Regions from separate parts of the Hordeum vulgare genome. Here region 2 is linked to region 1. Evidence: chromatin contacts called from public Hi-C data. All regions are on one chromosome and are shown on one strand. Each heading gives the region's core, a stretch centred on a gene start, on an enhancer-like site or on the middle of the called end of the contact. The rest is flanking DNA. Distances are from core to core; before and after follow the strand shown. Region 1 has its middle 24 kb from the start of LOC123405571. Region 2 holds the start of LOC123403887 (SPX domain-containing membrane protein OsI_08463).

Evidence for each region. A called contact is a pair of places that touch in the nucleus more often than the background predicts.
Region 2: a contact with region 1 is called in a Hi-C map of leaf, with 5 times the contacts expected there. The contact joins the promoter of LOC123403887 here to the enhancer-like site in region 1. A contact is called at or near these places in 3 of 6 Hi-C or Micro-C datasets (leaf and seedling).

Annotation. Positions count from the first base shown.
Region 1 is chr6H:440,145,720-440,149,479 of MorexV3_pseudomolecules_assembly, forward strand. No RefSeq gene overlaps it. Among protein-coding and RNA genes, the nearest start is that of LOC123405571, 24 kb to the right of the region's middle. Within about 2 kb of position 2,277, at least 2 of the 3 cell types and tissues checked have open chromatin away from gene starts, as enhancers often do. A contact at or near this core is called in leaf, where this site is marked.
Region 2 is chr6H:440,268,047-440,271,419 of MorexV3_pseudomolecules_assembly, forward strand. It overlaps LOC123403887 (SPX domain-containing membrane protein OsI_08463), which reads left to right and starts at 1,519. Exons shown (of 12, transcript XM_045097801.1): 1 at 1,519-1,687; 2 at 1,807-1,897; 3 at 2,956-3,028; 4 at 3,241-3,361. The coding sequence starts at 2,976.

The sequences.
Region 1 (3,760 bases), core at 1,027-3,526:
TAGGGTTTGTGTTGCATGCTCTAGATTGTTATACGTGCATGTAGTAGGACCATTTTAGGATGCTGCCAAATGTGCATGGGTGCTATTTTTAGATGTTTCCATGCTTAATATAGTGCACTGATGAGTGGCATTTGCTCAAGAGCAAGAACAGATGCCACTCATCAGTGGCATTTGCTCAAGAGCAAGACCAAATGCCACTAATCAGTGGCATTTGCTCAAGAGCAAGTGCCATTGATAAGTGGCATTTGAAAAGAGTTTGTGCACTGATGAGTGGCATTTGCTCAAGAACAAGACCAGATGCCACTCATTAGTGGCATTTGCTCAAGAGCAAGATCAAATGCCACTGATCAGTGGCATTTTATCAAGAGCAAGTGTCATTGATAAGTGGCATTTGGCAAAGAGTTTGTGCACTGATGAGTGGCATTTGTTCAAGAGCAAGAACATATGCCACTGATCAGTGGCATTTTCTCAAGAGAAAGACCAGATGCCACTGATCAGTGGCATTTGCTCAAGAGCAAGTGCCATTGATAAGTGGCATTTGGCAAAGAGTTTGTGCACTAACTAGTGGCATTTGCTCTTGGGCAAATGTCTCTGATCAATGCCATTTGTTGTAGTGCTAGTGCAACTGATCAACGACATTTGCAGAAGAGCTAATACCACTGATCAGTGGTTCTTCATTTTGCAGGCACCTCTAATACTTGTCATCTTACCTAATAAGGTATTGAAGAGTGACTGGGACGTGGCGGGTGGAGGAGCTCAGGCGGTGGCCGGAGCCGAGGGCGCCGAGGATCTCATCCCGATGAACAGGTGGCTCAAGAGGGTGGACCTGCCTGGCAGGGCCGCCTTCATGAGCCTGCCTCATTCAAGGGGACAATCTACGAGGACCAGCCACGAGGAGGGGCCTGGGAGCTGCCGCGGTTCTACCAACAGATCAAAGACGCCAAAGACCTCGCCATGCTCGTCATCCCTCGCAAGTTCATGCAGGTGATGAACGAGTGGCTGGTCATTAGGCGGCTCCCGCACGTGGTGAGGCTCTCGGCGAGCAAGTGGTGCCAGTTTTGGGTGTAGGTCCAGACCTTGTTAATATTTTGGCCAGGAGCGGCACCTTGGCATGGAGCAGGGAAGGAGGATGCCCTGCTGTTAATATAAGTTTGCTGCTGTTGTCATTTCCGTTGCTTGCTTTGTTTAATCTAAGTTGTTTGCTGTTAATGTAAGTAGTTTGCTGTGATTCCCGTTGCTTGCTTTGTGTTGATCATGTGGTGGTAAGGACACCACATTTGAATGGGGGTGAGCAGAACACAAACGTTGTTTGCAGCCAAACAACTGAAGTTTGCATCTGCTCACACCCTAAGCACAAAAACGAAAACCAAACAGCAAGGGGTAAGTGCCCCTTCATGCGATGCAGACAACCAAACAGGTTGCATCTGCTGCATATGAGGCTGCATATGAAGAACCATGCTGGTTGAAGATGGGTATCCAACGCAGATACACCGAAAGCAATCAAACACGCCCTTAGATTATCATACCATGACTCTATGGTAGATTCTAGAGAAGCATGCTTCTCGCCGGTTCGCGTGCACATGTTCATAACTCACTAGGTGGAAAGGGTGTGGCTGAAAAGCTTAGAAAGAGACTGCACAAGGACGACGACAAAAAGGCAGACTTGATCATTGTGTAATGATACCACCACTGGCGCGAGTGTGTGTATTTCGTTGTTAGGTGGTGTCACATCGCGAGTGTGCTCACAATCCCTTGCGTCAAAAACAAGTGACAGAATCTCCACAGAGAACTACCACTAGCTCCCAAACTGCTATGCCATTAGCTTTGCAGTTAGGCGTGCCGCGCTGGCGTTTTTGCAATAGTAACATGAAATGACACCAAATGGTGTGTCATATGTGACTCTGAGGTGAATGCGTCAGCGTACTGCTTCCTCAATTTTTTCTGTTTCCATTTCTCAAGAAAATACTACTGTGTATGATGCGCAGTGCTAGCGATTTGATACCCAATGCATAGATTCCTGTCAACTTTCGTTTTCAGAGAAATATACTTTGGGCTAGTGGGTGCTGAATGGTTCCCGCGTCCAACTTTTGTGCTGATCCTTCCTGCGGTGGTTTTCCTGCCCACGAGGACGATCTCTGGAAAGAGATGGTAAAAACAAGAGAATATCCTTTGGTACATTCCCAACACGAGCGCAGTAGCCGCAGGCTAGCAGCTATCACTTTTATCGAGGGTTGCACAGCGACCCATGTGCAACATAGCACCACAACGCTTTCGTGGCACCTCACCCCATCAGCCACCTCCAACGATTCGCTGCTGAGCTAACGTTAAAACTGGAAACTGACTGGTCTAGAGGGAGTAGCTACAAGGTTTTTCTTTCTTTCTTTCTTTCTTTCCTTCCTTCTTGGGGAGGTTGTCGTTTGGCGTCATGATGGTGTCAATGGCGGAGGCACCTGCGAAGGCTGGTGCCTCAATCTGATCTGAAGATGGACCAGTGAAAGATGGCGGCGACGACACATGTGACTGTGTCGGATCGGTTTGTGCCCCGGACCCGGTATGTGGCTCGGTCAGGGTCTCCAGCTTTAGATGTTAGGCTTAGGTGAGAGGTCTGGGTATTTGGTCCAGCTTGCACCCCTTCATCATATGAATAGGAGTAGCGACAGATGTTACCAAGATGGCGGACAGACATATTGTTGTACTGCTTTGTAAGGTCCTCGAGAATAATCAATAAAATGGCCGCATGCATCTTCCAGATGTAGAGGCCGGGGGTCATCCTCCTTTTCTAAAAAAAAAACTGTCGAGTGGTTGGACAAGCTTTGTCCTTGAAAAGTGTTACGCTGAGTGGTTCAGTGTGTTCCTTCACTAACATATGCTGCAATATAATCTAAGCTAAGTTTGTAACTATACAATTTATCTTCAATGACGAGGCATAGGTATCAAGTTGCTGGAAGACAAAAATAAACAAGCCCGAGTAGTCAAACTTGGCACACAAGTGGACATAATGCTTCTCAAGGACCAAATACAAGACAAGCGAGACAAGCTTGTCTTTTGGTGGGTGGGTGAGATATATGGAGCCACATAGTTGGAAACAACAAATACATTAATACAACACGAACACATATAATCATACTATATGTCAACGACGCTATAATGAGCATGGATTTGTATGACACTGGGCCGTGAAGTTACTAGACGGATAAGGGGCATATATTTTTACCCAGATTTGGATCCTTGCGACCAAGTAGCAACTCTAATCTTGCTTATGGTGGTTGGACAGGCTTTGCCCTTTAAAGATATTATGATGTATGGTTTAGTGTGTTCCTTCACAAACATATGCTGCAATATCATCTAAACTAAGCTCTTAACTATACAATTATCTTCAATGACCTGGCATAGGTATCAAGTTGTTGGAATACAAAAAAGTTTTAAGAAAGCCGAGTCGTCCAATTTGGCACGCAAGTGGGCATAGTGCTTCTCAAGGACCAAAATCAAGACAAGTGAGACAAGGTCGTCTGTCTCGTATGTTGTCTTATCAGTTTAAGCAATAAAGTTAGGAGCTGTGTGCTCCTTTCATGGGAAATAAAAGTTTGTCTGATTATTTTCTTTAAAATAGAGGTAAAGAAATTTCTTCATCGATTTACTAAAAAATAAGAATTACTACCTTAATTTATAAGAAAACGGGGCAAAACCGATACAAACAATCCCAAAGTGGAGTACTCACAAAGCACGAAACACCATACCATATAAGCGGCCCGTCCAATGC
Region 2 (3,373 bases), core at 269-2,768, 120 kb after region 1:
CGTCGATGAGATTACTTGAGACATAACAGTCTCTACTATCTTCCACAACTCTTGGGAGATTGTAATGTCGAGTTTACATTAACCATCGACACATTTGTCATGTGGCTCGCTAGCAATACATGTGTATGGGTGAGGGGAATAGAATGACAATGATGGTGGTGGCGAGTGGTGTCAGGTCACAGCATGGGTTTCATCTTTAGTTTGATAGCGTGTTTCTAGAGTATTCTATGCACCACTTTTGTTGTGTTGCGATGAAGTTGGAATCACGTCGTAGTGGACGAGAAGATGTTGACAATGACACTTGGAAGAAAGCTTCATTGAGTTGTTATGGTGGACTTAGTCTGTGCTAATCTTGCAACTTTCTCGATTGAGGCTCATGAAATCAAAGTTGCATTTTGTTCACACAGTTACCTACCATTTGTTGCTTGCATGTGTGGCTTTGATGATGCACTTTGTTGATCACTTACTTGGTGGTTCCTTGTACTAAAACTAGAGTCGTGAGATAACTCGAGATGGATAGCTTTGACGACTAAAGTTTTCACGTCTATCGAATTTTGTGTTGCCATGGCACACATCGGCATGTGGTGCCCCGAGAGACGTTCACCAGGTTTGGGCATGTTTTAAGTTTAATTTTCATCTCGTTGTTCAATTAGCTAGAAATTTTCTTAGATTTTTACACCCTGTTTCTCGTAGGTGTCGTGGCTGATGTGCCTCGCCTCCTGTGGCCTTAGGGCCATGGAGCACGATGGATCCTCGCGAAAGGGCTCCGCTTTTAGACAGTTTCTTTTTAGTTTGGTTAGGGTTTGTGTCGTGCTCAGAAAGAAAAGACGACGCGGCTCCATGAAGATCGTATAATGGTCTCTTCGCCTAACTCCCGTCTTGGTGGTGCGTCTACCGTCGTGGCCTCGTGGGAGGACGTGTGGAGGTATGTATCCGATGGATCCGCTTGGATATGATCTTCATTCGTGTGTCCATAGGTTCGATCATTTCGATTTACGGTTCTCTTCATCGATGATGACGGTTGTTATTTTGATGTGTTGGTCCTACAACAAGGTGCTCTTGTAAGGCAAGGATGATGACGGTGGTGCGCCTTCAGCTTGTTTTAGTGGTTGTAGTCGTTGCCAGGTGCTCTACGACTTGATTGGATTCTTTTGATTTTGTCCCATAAAACTCGTTTTTATATTTTGATCAAACATCGATTTAGAAAGAAAATAAAACAGCAGAGCTAAAGATTAGTGGCCGAGTAACCTCACGCAGAAAACCAGGGGTAGTGAGGCGAGGGGCGTTTTCGTCCACAGCCCACGGCGCCATCCTATGCCAAAACGGGGCCGCGAGCCGTCCCGTCCCGGTCGAATCCGCCACGTCGGCATCGGCGACACGAGGGCGACGTACCGGCCGCAGCCCACCCCGGCCCCGGCCACATCCCCGGCGACGCCCCCCACCTCCATCTCCATGTACTCCTCCGTCCTCCCCCCCCCCCCCCCACCGTCGCCGCTATAAATACCTCCCTCTTCCTCTCTCCCTCGCACCTCCGGAGCCGACCACACAAGATACAGCCGAACCCAGCCATTGCATTCGCGCATACTGGTACGCATACGCGCGCCATTACCATTGCGCCGCGCTCTTCCGAAATCCCGGCCTCCTCATCCCCTTTCCGGTGCCTCCCGTTCGCAAGGGATCACTGTAGGTACGTGCGCATCTGTTCTCCTGTGTCTTCTGATTTTGGCCTGTGCAGGCCCTGTGCTGAATCTTGTTCCAAAACAATGGCACTGTTCTAAATGCGCCATCAATTTGTCGGTGTTGCAGGCGCGATCGGTTCGTTGATGGTCATCTAAATTCAGGAGATTGCTTCGCCGAACAAGGGAAGGGAGGAGCCGCCGAAGAACACGCGGCCGCGGTAAACAATCTGTTCCAATTTCTAGCACCTTGTCCGAAACAGGAATAACAATACTCATTTCTATTCATAGGAATCAGAGACTCGTTTCCCTCGGCGTGTCTCTATCGGCTTTGATTCTGGATTCGCCTCAAGTTCTTTTAATAAAATAGGAATACATTTCCCGTTTCCCGATTGAGACGATGCCAGAATCCCCTCTCGCTGTCTCGCCGGGCCAGTGATGCGATGCGAGCGCCGAAGAAGAACCATCTGCATTTGGGCAATCGCCCCCAATATCGCCGGAGTAGCACGGCGGTGATAGGCCATCCTCCTGAGTAGCTGAGCGGCGTTTTCCTAGGTTTATTTTAAGCGGGATGCTGACAAGAGAAGTAGAACACCACGGTCGCCGCTAGCGTACATATATGTTTCCTGACGTGTGACCCTCGGCCCTCTGGATCGTTTGCTCCGCATCATCTGGCCTGATGGTTCACTTTCCTGCACCACACTGGCTATGTGGCAAACTCCACGAGAAAAACAACGAGAAAAACTTCACCTGCACCTTTCTGGTACAGTGCTGCTACTGTAGTCTGAAGGTGATCTATTGCACGTTGTTTTCAAGGCCAGTTCAGAAAAGGAATTGTGTGAGCGCTATAATAGAGATGCTTAGCTCTTGGGAAACCTTGGAGCCATTTATTACGTGCCCTTTCCAGGGTTTTGTCTCACTATGTCACTAGTCGATTCTGTGCCATCTTGCTACGTGCCCTGCCCCTTTTGGAGCGGTCCCGAATACCTCAAGCTTTTGCCAGACATGTTAACATTATCTTAGGTTCTCCACTTATTAAAGGCTATTATGTCTTTTGTCCATGTACGCACTGACATGTCTGGCTTTGGCGCTTACTGTGCGCATTAGTTTTCTGTCTCAAGCTCGTTAAGATCTTCTGCTGAAAGCTACTCCCTTTGACATCTGAACCAATTATATGGCTGCAATTCTAAAGTGTTAACTAAATCAAAATAGTGTGCTTGAGTTGATTGGCTCTAGCCTCTATCGCCATGCTAACGATTTTGTTATTTTTTAGTTTCAGGTAGGTAGCGAAACGCCAAGATGGTTAATTTTGGGAAGGTACTGGTGTCGGATCAATTGGAGGAGTGGAAAGAGTATGTTGCCTTGCTGCTCCAAAATTCAGTTCCATGGCATTTTACTGTTATTTTTTACGATCATTTTACTGTTGTGACTGAATTGGTTAGATATGCATAAATTACGTGTCGCTGTTTTATCTTCGCAGATATAAGCTGATGAAAAATATCAATTTGTAAGCCCGTGCAATGGTCATTTGGAATCTTATGAATCATTTGCTCACTTTTTGCAGATACTATATTAATTACAAAATGATGAAGAAAAAGGTAAAACAGTATGTTCAGCAGACTCAAAGTGGTGGAAGAAATCATGAACAGGTTCTTAAAGAGTTCTCGAGGATGCTTGATGAGCAGGTAAAATATAGC